Linked DNA regions of Mus musculus: region 1 is linked to region 2. A link is a contact called in public HiChIP or PLAC-seq data. All regions are on one chromosome and are shown on one strand. Each heading gives the region's core, a stretch centred on a gene start, on an enhancer-like site or on the middle of the called end of the contact. The rest is flanking DNA. Distances are from core to core; before and after follow the strand shown. Region 1 holds the start of Nhlrc1 (NHL repeat containing 1). Region 2 has its middle 29 kb from the start of Kif13a.

Region 1 (3,806 bases), core at 372-2,871, 55 kb before region 2:
CTATGAGATATTATTTTAGTTGGTGTCTTATTTAGAATGGAAATGCATTTTGAAATCATAGTATCAGCTTGGTTATTCTGGTCTAACATTCAATCTCTGAGATATGTAGTAGTTGATTAAAAAAGAAAAAAAAAAACTGCTTGTTTTCCTTGGCCTTCCAAAGAATTTCTCTCTCGAAGAGTGTTAACACAGGCTTGAGTCCTCCAGTTTCTTGGAAGTCTATGGAACAAGAGGGTAACCAATCATGATCACAGCCTTTTTGTGAATAAGAATGTTCTAATACATGGTTTTGGCCAGCACCTTGTTCATGTAAGACAGTTAACTCCGAAAATGAGAGCTTTGAATACCCCCAATGGATTTCGGAAGATTATACTGACCATAAGATTAGGATACTTCCACGATCATCTTTATTGTCAATCATTTCTCCAGTTTTGAAATATTTCCTATACTTATTTATTTGCAGGTGTATATGTTTATGTGAATGTATCTCACACGTTTGCAAATGCATGGAGACCAGAAGGGGACTCTGGATTCCCTGGAGCTGGGGTTACAGATGGTGCGGAGAACTGAACTCATGTCCTCCAGAAGGGCAGCAAGCACTCTTTACCACTGAGCCATCGCTTCAGCCCCTTTACTTTCAATCTTTCTCGGGATGGAAGGCATTGCAGGGAGGAACCGCTGGCTCGAACTTACCTGTACGTTATAATCCCCTTCACAGTGCCCCTCAGCCCACACTGGTGCAGTTAAGCCTTTGCCAAGGAGACTCAAACATTTGTCATACAAAACCATATCTGATGATCAGTGAGATGCCGTGTAGTCAAACTGCCTGCCTTCCAATCACGGCCTCCATGAGGCTTAAATAAAAGTGAATGAAAACCACTTAAAAGAAGGCAGGCACGAGCGAATTCTATAACTGCTACTAACTAACAAGTTTTGTTGTTGTTGTTTTGTTTGTTTTTGAGACGGGGTCTCCCTTTGTGCCTCTAACTGGCCTGGAACTCACTATGTAGACCACCATGCGAGAAAGCTAACAGCTTTCAAAATATCCCTTCCACACAAACCCACTTCACAAGTATTCTTTTGTTTGTTTTGGTTTGGGGGTTTGTTTTTTTAGGCACTGTAGCCTAGGCTGGCCTCCAACTAACCACCAACAGCTGTTCTCCTGTTTCTGCCGCCTGAGTCCCGGCATCACAACTATCACACCCAATTCTTTGACGTCTACGTAGCTACCTTCTCACAAGAAGGAAAAAACACAGCAGAGAGGAATGCACATCTGCCCCTTGAAGTTATCTTCTTTCTTGTGTCTCTGTCTTCAGAATCTTACTATACAGAGACTAGGAGCCATGTCTTGTTCCTGTCTAGCCCTGGTACCCACCTCCCAGCGAAGCTGACTGGCAGTCCGTTTGGGCACCATCCCTGAGAGACTAGCTGTCACTTACAGGAGGACACGGAGAGACCCACTCATCACACCCCGCCCCCACACCCGCTGACATGTCTCAATCTTTAATCCTGGAATCTTCCACCCGTGACGTGATTATCCCAGGTCTGCGCACGGCGCATGCGGACGACTGCGTCGTGCGTCCGCCAGGGGGTGGCAGTGTGCGCCCTGCGTCAGAGCGCATGCCCCGCTCCGTGACCGTGACCGTGGCCGTGACTGAGGGCTGCGCGGAGGCAGCGGAGCAGCGGGAGCAATGGGGGAGGAGGCGACGGCGGTGGCAGCGGCTGGGGTGCGGCCCGAGCTGGTGCGGGAGGCGGAGGTCAGCCTGCTGGAGTGCAAGGTGTGCTTCGAGAGGTTCGGCCACTGGCAGCAGCGGCGCCCGCGCAACCTGCCCTGCGGCCACGTGGTCTGCTTGGCCTGTGTCGCCGCTCTCGCGCACCCGCGGACGCTGGGCCTCGAGTGTCCCTTCTGCCGGCGGGCCTGCCGAGCCTGTGACACCAGCGATTGCCTGCCGGTGCTGCACCTCCTGGAGCTCCTGGGCTCCACCCTCCACGCGTCCCCGGCTGCCCTCAGCGCCGCCCCCTTCGCGCCGGGGACTCTCACCTGCTACCACGCCTTCGGCGGGTGGGGGACCCTAGTGAACCCCACAGGGCTTGCACTGTGCCCCAAGACCGGACGGGTAGTGGTCGTGCACGACGGGAAGAGACGGGTCAAGATCTTTGACTCCGGAGGAGGAGGTGCACACCAGTTTGGAGAAAAGGGGGACGCAGCGCACGACGTGAAGTACCCACTGGATGTCGCCGTCACCAACGACTGCCATGTGGTTGTCACCGACGCTGGCGACTGCTCCCTCAAAGTGTTTGATTTCTTTGGCCAGATCAAGCTGGTTGTGGGAAAGCAGTTTTCCCTGCCTTGGGGTGTGGAGATCACCCCTCACAATGGGGTCCTGGTGACTGATGCAGAGGCAGGGACTTTGCACCTGCTGGAAGCGGATTTCCCTGAAGGGGTCCTTCGGAGGATTGAGAGGTTGCAAGCTCACCTATGCAGTCCCCGTGGGTTGGCAGTGTCATGGCTCACGGGGGCCATCGCGGTCCTAGAGCATCCTTGTGCCTTTGGGAGGACTGGCTGTAACAACACAAGGGTGAAGGTGTTCAACTCCACTATGCAGCTGATTGGCCAGGTGGATAGCTTCGGGCTGAACCTCCTCTTCCCCTCCAAAGTAACTGCCTCTGCTGTGACCTTCGATCACCAAGGAAACGTGATTGTTGCTGACACCTCTGGTCCAGCCATCGTCTGCTTGGGGAAACCCGAAGAATTCCCAGCCCTGAAGCCTATAATCACTCACGGCCTCTCCCGTCCTGTGGCACTGGCCTTCACCAAGGAGAATTCTCTTCTTGTGCTGGATACTGCATCCCATTCTATAAAAGTCTTTAAAGTGATGGAGGGCAACGGAGGGTGATGGGGATCCTGAAGCCAGGAGTCAGAAATCTTGGTGTCATTGGGAGTGAATTGGTCTCACCCATCCATCCAGACAGAAGTAATGGTAACTGAATGGCAAAAGCAGTTACTAAGGCAGTTTTAAAAGACTAATAATTAAATTTGTCATTCGGTGAATGCCTGTTCCCGTGTTAAGAAATTTGCAGATCTTAGCCTGTTTGCTTCTTAACACACAGCGATGTTAATTCCTATTATCCGTCCACTTGGGAGATGAGAAGACAGACCCAGAGCATTCAGTATGGTTTCTTTAGAGTTGTATTCACTGGGACAGTTGAATTCAGTTCTGGCTCCAAACCACTTGCTCTTAGATATGATGTTAGATGTCGTCAACAACAACAAAAACTGTGAGCTGTGTCTTATGTATGTATGTTCTCCTTACAAGTGGGTAACTGGTAAAGTGCACAAAGACAAGAAAGGGGTCTTCATGGGGATTTTAGGAGAAAAGGGAAGTTGTCCATCACCTTCAGCTGTGAGCTCCCCCAAAGGTAGAGTAGATAGCTTATTACCAGTTCCAAGATTTGAACAAGAAACAAAGTTGAGCTCTTTCCTTATAAGGCAAAGGCTGCCAGGATGATAGTGTGTGCCAGAACTCCAAATCCTGAGAAGTGGAGGCAGGAAGTTCAATGCAATCTGCAGCTTAGCTACCTAGTAATTTTGAGGCTAAGCTGGACTAGTGTGTTCTCTCTCTCTCCCTCTCTTTCTCTCCCTCTCTCCCCCTCTTTCTTCTTCCTCTATGGGCACTGGGAACTATCCCGCAGTGATAATTTGAGAAAAATCTGCAGAGCCACTGCCTGCTAGCGTCATGGGCATATGAGACTCGTGTTAATTAGATCTTGCCCCAGCACATTGATGGCAGAAGTGATTTTGTTTG
Region 2 (3,327 bases), core at 107-2,606:
ACACACACACACACACACACACACACACACACACACACACACGAGTGTGCACACACACAATCATTCCTAGTTCAGCTCCCACTTTCCCCAGCATCACCAGAAAGAGCAGCAGCCATCACTGACCAAGAAATTCTTTCTCTGAAGGAATGCCAGGCAGTCTTTGCTGGGTGGATGGGTTCAGTGCTGAGAACTCAGGCTGGGATGAACTTTCTAGCTCCCTCTGTGATGCCCTTGCAGAAAGAACTGTCAAACCCAACTAATAAGCCACAGTAAACAGCTCACTGTGTTCCAGGGATGCTGAATACATAGATACTGAGGACAGGTTCAAAACCAAGTCCACCTGTGCATGCCTGCACGCAAACATCTGTAGGCGGGGCTCCTCCAACATCAGCCTCTTCATTCAGATAAACTCTGTCCAACAAGGACTGCCTGCCAAGTGCTTGCTGCACACACCTTTCAACATTCAATCTTCAACAACTGTTAACTGTGCCCCGGTCCTAAGCACTGAGGCTCTGGATGCTGGGCAGCTGTGGTGGGCGGGTTTTTCCTTTTGTCAATCTTTCTGATTGGTGGATTCCCATGCTGAGGAGTATGGGATCCATCCGGGGCAGGAGGGTATAGAAGCCAGGGATGTAGCTCACAGCTCACTGGTAAAGGGCATGCTTGGCTGTGAGAAGCCCTGGGTTATAGATTTACTATGCTGTTGTATCAAATGTTGATTAAGAAAGAGTATTAAAATTGCAAAAGATTTACCACAGGGATTCATTTCAGTGTAGGACCCAAAGTCAGAGAGATGAAGGCCTTATCTCAGATGTATGGGTAAGAAAATTGATGTTCCCTAGCTGATGCGTTCCTCAGCTTGTCGGGTGAATGAGGTATAAAGAAAAAGCCAGGGCACCTGACTGGAGGGTGCTTCCCCTCTCCAGGGTGCAGCTCAGGTGTTAGAGGGAGGAAAAAAAGGTGGTCCGAGCACTTTCACTACCAAGTAAACCAAGGACAGGACCCCTCGTGACATTGTCCTAGGATTTATGTCTTTGTGATTTGGACACTTCCAACCGTTATTGTGATTGCCGCTGCTTTAAAAATCCTTGTCTGGAGCAAGGAGGACAGGTGGAGCAGGCTTACCATTCTCCAAACTTTTCCGCCCTAAAAGATGTGCAGTGGTGTCACAAGTGAAAGACACGTGGTCCCGAGAGAGATGGGGGACCCATGAAGTTTACAAGAGATGTGTAAGAGCCAGAAAGCTCACCAAACTTGACTCATGCTTGCCCGTTCTGGACATGATCTCATCAGCAGGCCATTGCTGGGGAGAGGAGACATTTCAAAGGTGGAGCCTACAGCAAGTTGCACAGTGAACTCCAAGGGAGGCAGCAGCTTTTGTGAGTCATCGCTTATGCTGGGGTGCACTTTGCAGGGACACAGCTGCCTTTGAGTCATTCATGCTCCTGTAAGTGACCCCAGTAAACTCACTGCTGTGCGAAGCTGGACCCTGGGAGCCATCACTTCTGTGTCTGCCCATTATTCCCCTCTGTATCTGGGGGTGAATAGAAAGAGATCCCAGGGAAAGGTAATGCCATGTGGACTGTGGTATCTAGGAAATGCTGATGAATGGTGGTTATAACCTGCTACAGTTTGGATGAGCACCCCCCCACACACACACACACACACGGCTCATGGGTTAAAGATTTGGTCCCTAGGCCAAAACCTGGGAGATAGTATTATGTATAGATAGCATGTAGGGAGTGAGGCTTAGTGGAAAGAAGACAGATCACTCATCCCTAAATAAGATAGCTGGCATCCCACCCTCTCATCTTTTTGTTCCTTGGCCACTTTAAGGTGAACAGGATACTCTGCTATGTGTTGCCACTATGTGGCTTGATGCCACCACAGGCCCCAAATCAACAGGCCAACTATGAACTGATACCTCTGAAAACTGTCAGCCAAAACAAACCTTTCTTCTTTACAAGTTGATCATCTCTCGTATTTTGTCACAGCAATGGATGGCTAAGTAATACAGCGGCTGCTTTCTTCACTATTAATAGCTAAAACAGGACTTCCCAGGACTGAGGAATGATCTGCAGACTGACTGAGGACACACTGCCTGCAGAAGTAGATCTGGGGGTTCAACTCTTGTCTATCTGAGGCTAAAATTCAAGTTTGGGCTTGGGTGTAGCTCAGCAGTAGAATATCTTGTGTTCTTGAGGCCCCTGGTACTAACTCCAGGACTTTAAAAGAAACAAATTTGGCTGGAGAGTTGGCTCAGTATTAAGAGCACTAACTGCTCTTTCAGAGGTTCTGAGTTTAATTCCCAGCAACCACATGGTGGCTCACAACCATCTGTAATGGGATCTGATGCCCTCTTCTGGTGTGTCTGAAGAGAGCAATGGTGTACTCATTCAACAAACAACAAAACAAAACAAAACAAAACAAAACAAAACAAAAAGAAACAAGCTCAAACCACTTCCATTTTACTTCCTCATACTGACTCTCCTGATATGAGTTCCTTTATTACTAACAGTATAGATTTCTCATAAATTCAGTTTGACTCCAATCTTTCTCAAGAAGAACCTGCTTGGAGGGCTGGAGAGGTAACTTAGTGGTTAAGAGCACTCTGCTCTTGCAGAGGTCCCAAGTTCGGTTCTCAGCACCCATGTCAGGCAGTTCACCACCTTCTGTGACACCAGCTCCAGGGGAGCCCTGTTCTAGCCTCCAAGGGTACTTGCACTCATGTGCACATACTATATCCCCCATACACATAGTTTGAACATAAAGTGAAAATTAAATCCCAAAAGAGAGCTTGCCGAGAAGACCTTAAGAAAGAATTCCCACCTGGGCAGTGTCAGCACACACCTTTAATCTCAGAACTTGGAGGAAAAGGAAGGAAAATGTCTGTGAGTTCGAGGCCAGCCTGGTCTGCAGAGTGAGTTCCAGGACATCCAGGGCTACACAGAGAAACCCTGTCTCGAAAAACCAAAATAAAGACTGATCCCACTATGGCTCCCTTCAGTGAGCTGCTTAGTTCTTCTGTGCATGGTTTGTCTCCTGCTCCTCTCTCTCCCTCCTCCATCCTTCTTTTCATGTACCTCAGGCTAGCCTTACACTACCACATTCAACTTGTTTCTTCTTCATAAGTCTTGCTAGTTTGAGCTCTGTTTTACCCTTGGCATCCATACTTTTTAAAAAGACTCTCTTGGTATTTGAGAGTGACTCCCAATGATACACACACACACACACACACACACACACACACACACACACACTCGTGTATATGTGCATCCTTACATGCTTATTTCTAGTGGCCTTGCACATCTGTGTGTTTTGGTTTTT

What was found. HiChIP or PLAC-seq counts read pairs in DNA pulled down with a chosen protein or histone mark.
Region 1: a contact with region 2 is called in an H3K4me3 HiChIP or PLAC-seq map of bone marrow-derived macrophages, with 2.6 times the contacts expected there. The contact joins the promoter of Nhlrc1 here to the enhancer-like site in region 2. A contact is called at or near these places in 4 of 39 promoter capture datasets (the 3T3-L1 cell line, embryonic stem cells, hippocampal neurons and 1 more), 8 of 484 Hi-C or Micro-C datasets (the AML12 cell line, the HPC-7 cell line, cerebellum and 4 more), 13 of 115 datasets of contacts at active chromatin or transcription factors (bone marrow-derived macrophages, embryonic forebrain, embryonic limb bud and 4 more) and 3 of 9 other capture datasets (adipose tissue, embryonic stem cells and pancreatic islet).

What each region holds. Positions count from the first base shown.
Region 1 is chr13:47,012,665-47,016,470 of GRCm38.p6, reverse strand. It overlaps Nhlrc1 (NHL repeat containing 1), which reads left to right and starts at 1,621. Exons shown (of 1, transcript NM_175340.4): 1 at 1,621-3,806. The coding sequence starts at 1,692. The coding sequence ends at 2,897.
Region 2 is chr13:46,957,385-46,960,711 of GRCm38.p6, reverse strand. No RefSeq gene overlaps it. Among named protein-coding and RNA genes, the nearest start is that of Kif13a, 29 kb to the right of the region's middle. Within about 2 kb of position 1,356, at least 20 of the 459 cell types and tissues checked have an H3K27ac peak or open chromatin away from gene starts, as enhancers often do. A contact at or near this core is called in bone marrow-derived macrophages, where this site is marked.